Regions from separate parts of the Zea mays genome. Here regions 2 and 3 are each linked to region 1. A link is a contact called in public Hi-C data. All regions are on one chromosome and are shown on one strand. Each heading gives the region's core, a stretch centred on a gene start, on an enhancer-like site or on the middle of the called end of the contact. The rest is flanking DNA. Distances are from core to core; before and after follow the strand shown.

Region 1 (4,341 bases), core at 247-2,746:
TGAGGTTGCTGAATTGGATGGAGCAACAATGATTTGTCACACTAACAGTAAAATGAAAGGTTATTTATTGGTTTTAAACGTTAGTAATTGTTACGAAATATCATAATTTATATGGAGCGCATCCAGTTTTTATTGATGCCTGAATTTAGCTATCACTCCATATTTTGATCCATCTTTTTTATAAGTTTGAATTCATGTGACTTATTTTAGAAACTTGAGCTCACAAACTTTCTCTTATTTGGTCTCTGTATGGTGGAATTATGTCATTTTATAATCTATGTTCGTTCAGTCAGTCGTTGTGAACTCTCTTCTAATCGCTCACTTCATTGGCCGTGTTATACCATGATATATTGCATGGAGTAAACAATAACATCGGTTAATCAAATCAAAAAATATTACACGGAGAGCAGAGACAATCAATAAAAAAATTTAAAAAAATATTTGGTAAATAGTTTACGTGAGTATTGTTGTAAGTCGTTGCAACGTACGAGTAACCGACTAGTAGGGATGTATATATAGCTGTCCTCATCAAGCACCAGCCAACAGCAAGCCAGCGCATCCCCGGAACTTGCCAAAGCTTTACCACCATGTACAGCACAACACAACCACGTAGAGCCGCCGACCCAATCACAGATAGAGCAAAATGGCCGCGACCCGACCACTCCCCACGCTCTCTGCGTCTCTGCCGGTACGTTACGTTAGGCGGCGCCACGTGCTCCCGTGGCCCACACCCGGTGAGAGTGAGACGACAGTACGACACACGGGAGTATAGATAGAGATGGCAATGGGGCCCTGATCCCCGATTCCCCACGGGGAATTCCTCCATTAGGGGATGGGGATGGGGAAGGTTCTCCCCCCGCGGGGATGTAAACGGGGAAAAATCCTCCCTTGATGGGTAAACGGGGACGGGGATGGGGAAACATTCCCCATCCCCATTCCCCGCGGGGACCCGTTAAACTTATATATGGTGATGTTTTCATGTAATATATAATAATAAAAATAAATAATTACATTATTAAGAGATAACTCATTGTACAAATATGTTATTTTGATGTACACATAATGAGTTCTAACATCTGACAATGTATACAAGTGACAATGTTTTATATTAATAACGAAGAAAGTATGTCATAATTATAATTTAAGCGGGGACGGGGATCCCCGATGGGGATTTATCCCCGCGGGGAACGGGGATGGGGAAGAAATGCCCCCCGCAAGAGTTCGTGGGGATTCCCGCGGGGAAATTTTTTTGTCGCGGGGACGGGTACGGGGAGCCAAAACCCGATGGGGATTTCCCCGTTGCCATCCCTAAGTATAGACGATGGCCGGGTGGCGTCCCTCGTGGCCCACCCCACCTCCTTCCGAGCTCCGAGGAGCGATCGGCAGGGCGCGCCTCTGGCCGCTTTGTCGCGACGCGCGTTCGCTCCAATCCTGTCGCGGCCATTAAAAGCCTTCCCGGCTTTCCCGCTCAGCTCGTCTCTTCCAGAAACGTACCTCGTCATCTCTTCGCCTTCGCTACGCAATTCCGATCCACGCTGCGGGCCACTTGTGACGACTGGCGGAACCCGCGAGAAACAGAGGCGGGCGAGCGGCGATCGGAGATGGCGCCGGAGAAGCCCCGGAAGGAACAGGAGGAGGAGTTGATGCTGGAGGATGGAGGCATCGAGGAGAGCCCGCGCCGCAGCTTCGAGGACTGCGGCGACTCCGAGGAGGACCGCGGGGAGGGCGATGACGAGGAGGAGCGGGACAGCGACCGCGACGGCGTCGGTTCGACGCGCTCCTTCCTGCCCCAAAAGTGGCCGCAGAGCTACAGGTGCGTGCGTTGTTCCCATTCGTTGCTCGGACGTCGCTTACGTACGCGACCATTTTTTTACTGCTCTGTTTATTACGGAGGAATCAATTATTATCAGCGCTCTGTTCTGTTTACCACTAGTATTTATTTTATTATTAGTACGTATTTGTTACCGGTAGACTGTTTTTTTTAGGATATTACCGGTAGACTGTTGTCTGTAGTACTGTTTTACAAGTCCTGTGCGTAGAGGTCCGCTCTGTTATAATTCTAAATAGAAAGCGATCAAAACTCAATATAAGTAAGCCAATCAAAAAATGGCGTCGATCGTTGAGTCTTTAAATTGTTTTTTTTTTATAAAAAAAATATCTGTTCTAAATCCTCTGTTTTAGATTTTATTGACCGAGGCTGTGTTCATGCTGAGATCCCACGATTTCTGTATCTGCAAGTATCCAGTGGTGGTCATACTTAATTAATGAGCACCGGTCGTAATGCTACAAGTTGAATGTATTCGTGGATCGGCATGTATAGATAATGTGATCATGATATATATGCACTATTTTGCAGGGAAACAACTGACACCTACACAATCGCTGCATCACCGAGCTTTGGTTACTTAGGTTCTTCTACAAGCAAATACTCGCTCCTCGACCTTGGTCGCAGTATTCTGGGCTCTGACCTGAAGTCACCTCTAATATCGGCCAAGGCTGATTCTGTCAGAAACTTGCCGAAAACCCTTGGTTCAATGAGAGATGGGAGAGTCTCGTTTCAATTGCAACACACGGGAGAAATCTACATTAGTCAAGGGTGCAATGTGACGCAAACAGTCTTCAACGGTACCATCATTTGAAATACACTTACTTGCTCTATCGAACATGTTTGATACATATTTCTTTTTCGTTATTTGGCAGGGATTAATGTGCTTGCTGGTGTTGGCCTTCTTTCCACTCCGTTTACAATTCATGAAGCTGGATGGACTGGCCTTGCAGTTCTAGCATGCTTTGCGATTGTTTGCTGTTATACTGGAATTCTTCTAAAACATTGTTTTGAGAGCAAAGATGGTATCTCAAGTTATCCAGACATTGGAGAGGCTGCATTTGGAAGAATTGGCCGTGTGTTGATATCTGTAAGTTTTGGTACCTTTAGATGAAAGGAGTATCTTTTAGGACTATCTTTGAAGTGTATGTAGAGATGTCTGTGCACCTAACAAACACAATACCTAGAAGCAACTATTGATAATTTTTTCCCTCATACACGCTTTCAATCTGCACCTAACCTTGATCACTTCCGTATCTGAATGTTTACAATTTGGCAAAGATAGACACCTACTCAAACTCTTTACTCCCATTTTTTTTGGGAAATGCTTGGCACCTCAAGGCTAGAAAAGTTTGCATCCCTCTTTGTTTTTTATTCATGCATGAAATGTTTTCTAAACCTTTTGATTTATATGAAAGAAAAAACTCACTGATGATTTTTTTTGTGCAGATTATTTTGTATACCGAGCTATATGTAAGTACCTTCCATAATTTGCCGTTTAGTGTTTTATAGAAATAAAACATAGGACTAAGTTTCCTTTTATCATGTCATTTATTGCATGCAGTCATACTGTGTGGAATTCATCATTTTGGAGGGTGATAACCTCACATCAATTTTTCCTAAAGCTGGTTTTGATTGGCTTGGGATTCATGTTGATGGAAAACATTTTTTCGGAGTGTTAACTGCTATTTTAGTCTTGCCAACAGTATGGCTGCGAGATCTTCGAGTACTCTCGTACCTTTCAGGTCTGACTGCTGATAATTTGTTTATTTATTTTTTGTACAGTATTATTAGTATTACTAAAATAAGGATCAAGTGACTCTGCATAGTTTAAACTAATTATTATGCATGCAGCGGGTGGTGTGATTGCAACTCTTCTCGTATTCCTGTCCGTTGGTTTAGTCGGTGTTACCGATGGTATAGGCTTCCATTCAACTGGGAAGGCAGTAAACTGGAGTGGCATGCCTTTTGCCATTGGTATTTATGGATTTTGCTACTCCGGGCATTCGGTATTTCCAAATATCTACCAGTCAATGTCCGATAGATCTAAGTTCCCTAAGGCACTGTTCATATGGTATGTTTGGCCTGATTTCTGTTTCATTTTGCCTTGTTACCAAATAATGATTTTTCTCAAGGTGTGATGGTATTTTGCAGTTTCGCAATTTGCACAGCAATATATGGCTCTTTTGCTGTCATTGGCTTTCTCATGTTTGGAAAGAACACTTTATCACAAATCACTTTAAACCTTCCAAAGCATTCGTTTGCCTCAGAAGTTGCACTATGGACCACGGTAACAACTGCATCACCTAAGTTTACTTTCTCAAACTCCAGAAATAATTTCTTTATATTACTCAGTAAGGTTTTTATGTGTGTTTTCAGGTGATCAACCCTTTCACCAAGTATCCTTTTCATCAAAACCTCGGAATTTCAGTTTTCTAAGATATTGTTTTGATTTTATTTGTTCTAACTCTCTTTGGAATTCCTTCATCCTTAATTATAACCAGATTTGCCTTGTT
Region 2 (4,347 bases), core at 173-2,672, 160 kb after region 1:
GTAGATCCAGCATTAAAACGACAAATTGATGAGTATGGTAAAAATGTTCAAGATGAAGGCGAGAAGGGCGTACTTTTTTAAAGGTTTGTGAGTTGTGACAACCAAGAACTTAGATTTGCCCCGCATACATTTTTAAGAACATGTGAGAATTACGATTGGTTGGAGTATGACGAGTCAAAGGATACATCTTATTGCTTTTATTGCTTTCTTTTTAAGCAACTAGGAAAGGGTGACAAATATGAAGCTAAAAACTAGAAGGATACAATTGCCTCAGTCAACTAAAACAAGATTGATAGCCTCGTGGTATATTTGCTTTGCTTCTTCTTGTTTATATATTTTTTTATTTTTCTTCATTCAAATTCTAACTTTTATTATACGATCACTCGTTTCTATATGTATTATTACATTTGTTTTACGGTATTGTCTGGTTATTTTGTGATTTTGTTTGGTCCCACGTGAATTCCTGTCATGCGACTGTCTGCTGTCGAGGAGGGAAAGAAAGCCCCCAACTTTGATCCCACACAAGTTGAGCCTTCACTGATCTCTAACAATGACCTAAATTCCTTTTTCTTAGATAATGGAACGAGGTTCCAGTCTCTCTACGTCGTTCGACAACGTATACAGCTGCATGACCTATAAACTCCTATCAATCCAGATACGTAAGAAACGAAGTTGACGCATGCCGAACAACTTTCCGTTACAATAGCCAAGCAACGCGAGCGCGTGCTGAAATCAGAGGCCAGCGATCAGACTCCAAAAAAAAACATGGAATGAGCTCGAGCGATCTCGCTGGAGCACCCCGAGCGGAGCTGCAGAACCGCATGCCACGACTCCCACGAATCTCATTCTCGACCCACCCTCTCCCGCAAAACCTCAAACTGCCACCCCGCACCAAATAGCAACCACTCCTGAATCCCCCCGGAGTAAGGGGAAGGGCCAAAACGAACGGAGAGACGTGCGAGCAGAACAAAATAAAACTACTGATGAGCAGCAAACAATTCGGAGAATCCACGAGAGAGAGAGAGAGAGAGAGAGAGAGAGAGGAGCACCTGGCGGCGATCCGGGGCCACGCGAGCACGAGCAGCCAATTGCGGAGCGCGAGGCGGTGGAGAAGGAGAGACCCGAGGAAGAGTCGAGAAGGGAGGGTGGAGGGGGGATATTCCCATCCTCGGGGGACAGGGATCATGTCACGCGGGCCTCCAGGGCGAGGAAAGCCGCCGCCATTGGGCGCTGGGGCTCGTCGGCGCCGGTCTGGGTCGAGGCGGTGCGGCTCCGGGTCGGGTGGGGTCGAGAGAACTCGAGATCGATAGGTGGGGAAGGGTGGCAGTGGCTGGGAGGACACGCGGCTCTCCTTTCTGTTATTTTTGGTCTCGGGCTTGCCTGGGTGTTGCGGCGGCACACGCTACGGAAACAGAACAGTCACGTACGGCGATGATGCCCAGGCGTCGTTTCATAGACTGGGGTGCGGCTACTAGTTAGCGATGAAAACGATCGCGAACGGTCGAAAAAAAAAGACTCTAACCATTTTTTTATTTATAATTTTTATCTAAAAACAAAAAAGGAATTTAGAACGCTAATACACTAGTGAAGAAAACGGAAACGGCTATGTCCAAAATCGAGAGTAGAACCAGGACTGTCTCTGCGTCTAGACGCGTACTCGATTTATATATAGAATAGCATTCGAATAATTAAAGGTATTTGAAAACCAGTTTACTTTCTTGTTAAACTCAGATGACGTAAAGTCTTCAGATGATTATGATCTTTAAAAAAAGTTGCACTGCTTTTATAGAAACTTTTTCTCATGCCAACTCATCTTACGTTGATATTAATAATTTTTTTAGGATTTTCTCATCCTATTTTTATCCCAGTGGCGGACGCACCTCCGTGGGCATGCGCTCGGGCTCCATCCGTATACAGTATACGATATACCGTATACCAGGGGCGGACCGACGTTAGGAGCAGTGGCCTCCACTCAATTTTGTTTATTTAGTGGAAGTTTTACCTTATTTCCAATAGAATATGTAGACCGTTGGTCAAAATCAACAACAGCAAACACATTTTAGGTTGCCCTTCCATTTCTACCAATGTACCTAATTTGGTCACGTGAGGGTGGTACTGCTGCAACGTGAGTGTCATCTATTGCACCAATGCAATCTTTGAAAAAAGGCATCATCCTATTGTTGGAAATTGCTATCGGTCGCAAGAAAGCCAACGGGGGTGAACAGTGTGGACAGTAGGGTTACGCGTGAGATGGCAAACAGCTCTGTTTTCTCCGGCCTCTCACGGGCACTGTGCGGGGGTATTTATAGGTACCTGAACGCCCAGCGCCCTGTGTTAAGGACGCATGTGCCCTCAGCTACCTAGGTTATCCCCAGAATATTCCCATAAAGCAGGGTTACAGACTGTAATTACAGGGATGCCTTTACAAATTAGGCCCGTAACACGCGGCGGCCACGCAGGGCCCGTTACAATGGGCCGGATCGCACGTGGGCCTCTGAGCTGGACGAGGCCGCACTGTGGGATGCCTTCGTCGCCGGTCTTCGTCTGGTGCCGATCAAGCGAAGGGTGTCCCTGCCTGCTCTGTCTGTCAGAGCAGCGGCTAAGCAGCGGAGACTTCGAGCGAAGGGTGGCGTTTCTGCCTTCGCTCCAACATCTGCCCTCCGAGGGACCAGTTCGACAAAGTCACCTGGTGCCGAAGACGTCGCTAGATGGCGGAGACGTTTCCCTCGCTCGAAGTGGTTCCGCGGGGGTTTTTGATGTGACCGTTGATTGACCGCGTACTGTTGGATTGCGGGTTTCCCGAAGCGCCGCGCTCTGTTGGATTGCGGGTTTCCCGAAGAGCCGCGCCCTGCCTATAAAAGGGGGCGGGGGCCGGCGCTTTTTGAACTTTACTTTTGTGCGCTCCGCGAAACCCTAGCCGCCCGTCGTCTTGCTGCTCGTCTGCCCGCCGTGCTCTTGTTCGCCGGAGATCTGGCGCGAGTGAAGCAGACTGTCCGCCGCCGCCGACGGTACGTAGCGATGCCGTCTTCCTCTTCTTCCGCTGCCGCTACGCCGCCGGCCGGTTCCTCGCCGCCGGCCGCCGCCTCGTCGGAGGAGACGCTGAGCAGTTTGATGCCGGAGGAGTTGCGCGCCGGCGATTCCGTTGATTTCGGCGTGTCGCGAATGTCATCGGCCCGCGTGGAGGATATGCAGCGTTTGGGCTACTTCGGCGGTGGAGTTGCCCGTGCCCCGGGGACGGAGAAAGTCCCCGAGCCGGAGGGCGAGTTGGTTGTTTTCGAGGCGTTTTTTCGCCGCCGGTCTCCGCTTGCCTGCGCATCGGTTTGTTGGCGAAGTCCTGCGCAGGTTCAACGTGCAAATACATCAGCTGACGCCGAATGTTGTGGTGGCCCTGTCGAAGTATGTATGGGCGACGACTTCGTACGGCGGACAGCCATCGGTCGAAGTTTTTGCGAAGCATTATTGTTTACACTGGCAGAAGAGGATGATCGGGGACGAAGTTGCTCAGTTTGGGTCCTGCACATTCACGCCGAAGACCGGCAAGACCACGATGCCAGTAGTCGAGTTGGTCCCTTGCGCCCGCAACAAGTGGGGCAACTGGAACGAATTTTGGTTTTACGTTGCTGAGGGTACCGTCGAAGGCCACGAGGGACTTCCCGTGTCCGAGATGTGCTCTCATTTTTACTCGGCGTACCCGCCCTTTGAAGTGGCGGAGGATGATGTGGACGAAGGGGCCCTTCGGAGTGCCGCCGGCCAGAGCAGTGGGCGCGACTTGGTTGAAGAGTTTGTGGCGTACGGGGTATGGCCCTTGGCGCATGGTTGGGCGTTGGGCGAAGTATGCCCTCGCCAGATGCCTTTCCGTGGTGGAGAGATGGTGCGGAGTCCCGCCTTCGCGCTTAATCTGCGAAACCGTGATCCGGCCGCCTTCGTGCGTGAAGCTGAGGATGAGGCGGTGCGGCTTGTTGGGCGTTATGTGCCGAGGACCGAGGGCCAGCGCAGCTGGGAGATCCGCGGGTCGAATGACCGTTTGAATAGGGTCTTCGAATTGAACCAACTGCCATATGACGGCTATCCTGGTCAAGACGACGCGGACCGCCGGGGGAAGAAACCAGTGGTGGAGACTAAAGACGACCCTGCGCCGGCGGCCGCCCCATCCTCTAAGAAGAGGAGACTAGGTACTGCCATGGGAGGACTTGGGGTTTCCGATGGGTTTGCTAGAGAGTTGATGAGGACATGCGCGGCCCCGGGGGAAAGGATGTCTTCGCCCGAGCTCCGGGAGTCTTCGGCTCGGATGCTGAAGGTTACCGGGGGTTGCTGGCCTAGGAATGTTCCTATCCCCCGCGCGGCCAG
Region 3 (4,334 bases), core at 108-2,607, 240 kb before region 1:
GGGCAATGATGGCGCCCCACAAGCTCTGTGACGACGGCGGCTCTCAGCTCTCTTACGGAAGCAGGTGAACGTCAGCAAGGACTCAACCGCTCCGACAGCTGTCCCTCCGCGAGGCTCCGTTGCTCCTCCGACAGCCACGACATCACGCCAGCAGGGTGCCAAGATCTCTCCGGCTGCCACATTGGCATGTACTTAGGGCGCTAGCTCTCCCTCCGCTAGACACGTAGCACTCTGCTACACCCCCATTGTACACCTGGATCCTCTCCTTACGCCTATAAAAGGGAGGACCAGGACCTTCTTAGAGAAGGTTGGACGCGTGGGACGAGGACGGGACAGGCGCTCTCTTAGGGCCGCTCGCTTCCCTCACCCGCGTGGACGCTTGTAACCCCCCTACTGCAAGCGCACCCGACCTGGGCGCGGGACGAACATGAAGGCCGCGGGATCTCCACCTCTCTCACGCCCGTCTCCGGCCACCTCGCTTCTCCCCCCTTCGCGCTCGCCCACGCGCTCGACCCATCTGGGCTGGGGCACGCGACACACTCACTCGTCGGCTCGGGGACCCCCCGGTCTCGAAACGCCGACAAGTTGGCCGCCGAAAATGCCTGTAGCTCTTGTAGTGTAGTGTTGTGCATCGGCTACTTTGGGCTAGCCATGGGCTCCGATTTAACAATGGGTCGTAGTATGTGTGGTTTATGTTTGTATGCAATGTGCAGACTAAGACCCCGATTGGTTTAGGCTGACTAAAATTTAGTGAGTAAAGTTTAGTCACTTGTAGTCTCTAAATAAGCATACATCGTAATTAAAGTGGGATGACTAAACTTTAGTTCTTTATTCACAAGGGAGTGACTAAAAGGGACCAAAATATAATTTTTACCTTATTTGTCCTCTCTATTTTCTTGTTGCAGCAAACATCTACTGATTAATAGGGGTAATATATTCATTATTCACATCAATTGATGCTCTTTAGTTCGGTTTAGCCACTGGAACCAAACGAGATACTTTAGCGACTAAGTTTAGTCTAGTGACTAAAGGAACCAAACAGGACCGAAGATCGTCTGAAGCAGTCTATCTATAGTTTATTCAAAAACATCGTTTTTATGTTATTTTGCATTGTAGATGTTGATTGAAGTGTTTGTAAAATGAAGTTTAAATATCGGTACGTGATAGATAAGGTGCCGGGCATAGTCTAACCATCGCATGTCCGTTGTCCGTCCATGGAGGCTCTCCTGTCCTGCTGTACGCGCGCGCACGGTACACGTACACTGCACTCCAGCCAGAATCGAAGACGGCCCCAGCAAAAGTCAACCCGGTTATAATGTTTTAGTACGCCTCCTGTGTTCTAGGCACCGCGGATCCATCAACATAATCACCAGAAAACCAAAAAGAAATACCGACAAAACAAAACCAACAAAAAGAAAATTGGGATGGGGAGTCGATCTCAACAGATCAACGAACATCATCAGCACGAATTGTTTGTTGTCTCTGACGTCAACAGGCCTTTGGTCAGGCGGCGCTGCTAACACACACCTAACTAAATGCTGCACGCTGTCCTTCTCTAATCCTGACTGCAATCCCTCCTCTCTCAACTAATCTACTACTTTTTTCCCTTTTTGTTGCGTCGCCACTCGCCACTCAGCCGCCAACTCGCCATCCACCACCACCTCCTGCCCCCCCGGCCCCCGAAAAAGGTCCAGGAATTCGAGGACACTTGCTCCTCCTCGGCGATGGCCACGCCCGGATCCTTCCCGAAATCCTAGCACATGTACGGCAATTTATTGTTTTTTTTTTCCTTTCCAAAAGGAAGGATTCCATTCCGTTCCGTGGTTTGGATTTGCCATCAAGCAAAGGCAAAGCTTGTCCCGTGATCTTCTTGTACCTTGGCGAGCCGTGCGACGGATTGGTTGATCCAAGGATAATGAGCGGCGGCAATTCTTCGTGGCTGATGCCGCCGCCGCCGCCCGCGTCGGCGCTCGACAACGTGGAGAGCGAGATAAGCCCCAGCATCCCCTTCATCGTGGCGATCCTGGCGATCGTCTTCTTCGTGTGCGGCCTGCTGCACCTGCTGGTGCGCCACCTGCTGCGGCTGCGCCGCCGCCGCCGCGCGCGGGAGGACGCGGACAGCGTCACGGCGTTCCAGGGCCAGCTGCAGCAGCTCTTCCACATGCACGACGCCGGCGTGGACCAGGCCTCCATCGACGCGCTCCCGGTGTTCCTCTACGGCAGCGTCGTCGTCGGCGGGGGCGGGGGCGGGCAGGGCAAGGCCAAGGCCAAGGACCCGTTCGACTGCGCCGTGTGCCTGTGCGAGTTCTCGCCCGACGACCGGCTCCGGCTGCTGCCCCAGTGCAGCCACGCGTTCCACCTCGAGTGCATCGACACGTGGCTGCTGTCCCACTCCACCTGCCCGCTCTGCCGCCGGAGCCTCCTCGCCGACCTCTCGCCGACGTTGTCCAGCCCCGTCGTGGTGGTGCAGCTCGGGTCCGGGAGCGCCCGCGACATGGCCGCGTCGGCGGATGGGACCACCCACGACGATGCCGACGACGGCGAGCCAAGCGACCGGGCCACGCCGGCGCAGGAGGTGGTCGAGGTGAAGCTGGGGAAGTTTGTGTGCGTCGAAGGCAACAGCGGCAGCGCGAGCGCCACCGCCGCCGACGCAGCAGCTGACGGAGCAGGCACCAGCGGCGATGGCGACGGCGGTGCCAGTGCAGAGGAAGGTCTCGGGCAGAGAAGGTGCCACTCCATGGGGTCCTACGAGTACGTCATGGACGACCGCGCCTCGCTCCGCGTGGCGATCAAGCCGGGACCCAAGAAGAAGCCCGCGGCCTCCAAGTCGCGCCGCCGAGGCGCCATGTCGGAGTGCGAGTTGGGCGCGTCCAAGCGCGGGGAGACCTCGCTCCGCCTGCCATTCCCAGCAACGGTGCCCAAGCAGCAGCAGCAGTCCGACTCCGACGCGACCATGTCGAAGCTCGCCAAGGACAGCTTCTCGGTGTCGAAGATCTGGATGGTGCCGTCGTCCAAGAAAGACCCCGACGCGGCCGGCGAGAGGCGCGCGGTGTCGTTCCGGTGGCCGGTGAGGAGCAAGGACGAGGGAGACGGCAGGAGCCGGAAGAGCGGGAGCGAGGCCGACTGGGACGTGGAGGCCGGGAGCGGCGGCGGCGGCAACAGCGCCGCGTCGTCGCTGGCGGAGGAGAGGCCCTCCTTCGCCCGGAGGACCCTGCTCTGGGTCGTCGGAGGCCGGCAACAGAGCAGAGTCGGGAGCTGTTCATGAACGGCGCGCCACTGTTTGAAAGACACACAGAACAAAGGCAAACGAATTCTTTTGTGCTCTTTTGGCACATTGGTAAGTGCGAGTAGTGATTGCAATAGCTAGAAATTTGTAAAACAGGAAAGACTCTGAAAAAAATATTCTTTCTTTCGCTTTCGCGTTGGATCCCTGATCCATTTAGCAGCGACGAGCACACCAGGGCTCGTCAGAAGCCACCGTCAATGGCGAGCTACGACGATGAGCTGACCAAAACAAACAGCGAAACGAACTTTCGGCTGCTACCGAGACAAACACCTGCAGCGCAACTAGCAATAGCTTCTGAAACAGTACACGTTGTTTATCTGACCCTTCGCGCTGCTGCTCGGAGATTCAGAGGATCGCGATGGGAGTCCGGGCCAAAGAAAGGAGCCGCTCCGATCGTTCAATAGGCTGATGACACTGGAAGCATGCCCCAGACAATTATTTTTTCTCAGGGCTGTTCTGAACTCGTTTGCAACTTCGACGGGATTCAAGGTGAACTATAATAAATCATGTATGTACCCAATCAATGTTTGCTCGGCTAAAATGGAGATTCTAGCCAAAACTCTCAACTGTCAGATGGGTTCGATGCCCTTCACCTATCTTGGTGTTCCGCTTGGCCTGTCTAAATCCAAAATCTGCCACTTTTTACCGCTCATTTGTAGGATTGAGAAGAGATTATCATGTACTTCCGCTCTCCTCTCCCATGCCGGTAGGCTTGAGCTTGTTAACTCGGTGTTCTCGGCTCTCCCGACCTTTCTGATGTGCACCCTGAAAATTCCGGTTGCCACGGTCAAGAAGATTGACTCTTATCGGAAACATTGTCTCTGGAGAGGCAACGACGTCAACTCGAAGAAACCGGCTCTGGCTGCTTGGAGCATGGTTACTCAGACTAAAAAAATGGGGGGCTGGGAGTGGTCAGACTGGAGACGCACAACAAAGCTTTGCTGCTCAAGTTTTTGCATAAATTCTTCAATAATTATGATATTCCTTGGGTAAATCTGGTTTGGAACAATTACTACAGAGCAGGCAGGCTCCCTAGTTGTTCAAAAAT

The links. Hi-C and Micro-C count contacts between places; a contact is called where the count stands out from the background.
Region 2: a contact with region 1 is called in a Hi-C map of ear, with 3 times the contacts expected there. The contact joins the promoter of LOC103654189 here to the promoter of LOC100274249 in region 1. A contact is called at or near these places in 5 of 25 Hi-C or Micro-C datasets (ear, leaf, leaf mesophyll and 2 more).
Region 3: a contact with region 1 is called in a Hi-C map of leaf, with 6 times the contacts expected there. The contact joins the promoter of LOC103654184 here to the promoter of LOC100274249 in region 1. A contact is called at or near these places in 2 of 25 Hi-C or Micro-C datasets (ear and leaf).

What each region holds. Positions count from the first base shown.
Region 1 is chr4:180,287,774-180,292,114 of Zm-B73-REFERENCE-NAM-5.0, forward strand. It overlaps LOC100274249, which reads left to right and starts at 1,497. Exons shown (of 12, transcript NM_001148615.1): 1 at 1,497-1,813; 2 at 2,357-2,625; 3 at 2,701-2,915; 4 at 3,275-3,298; 5 at 3,390-3,570; 6 at 3,680-3,899; 7 at 3,980-4,115; 8 at 4,205-4,224; 9 at 4,330-4,341. The coding sequence starts at 1,602.
Region 2 is chr4:180,445,744-180,450,090 of Zm-B73-REFERENCE-NAM-5.0, forward strand. LOC103654189 reads right to left here and starts at 1,423. Exons shown (of 10, transcript XM_035967448.1): 1 at 1,050-1,423.
Region 3 is chr4:180,045,270-180,049,603 of Zm-B73-REFERENCE-NAM-5.0, forward strand. LOC103654184 (RING-H2 finger protein ATL13) reads left to right here and starts at 1,358. Exons shown (of 1, transcript XM_008681012.4): 1 at 1,358-3,418. The coding sequence starts at 1,916. The coding sequence ends at 3,265.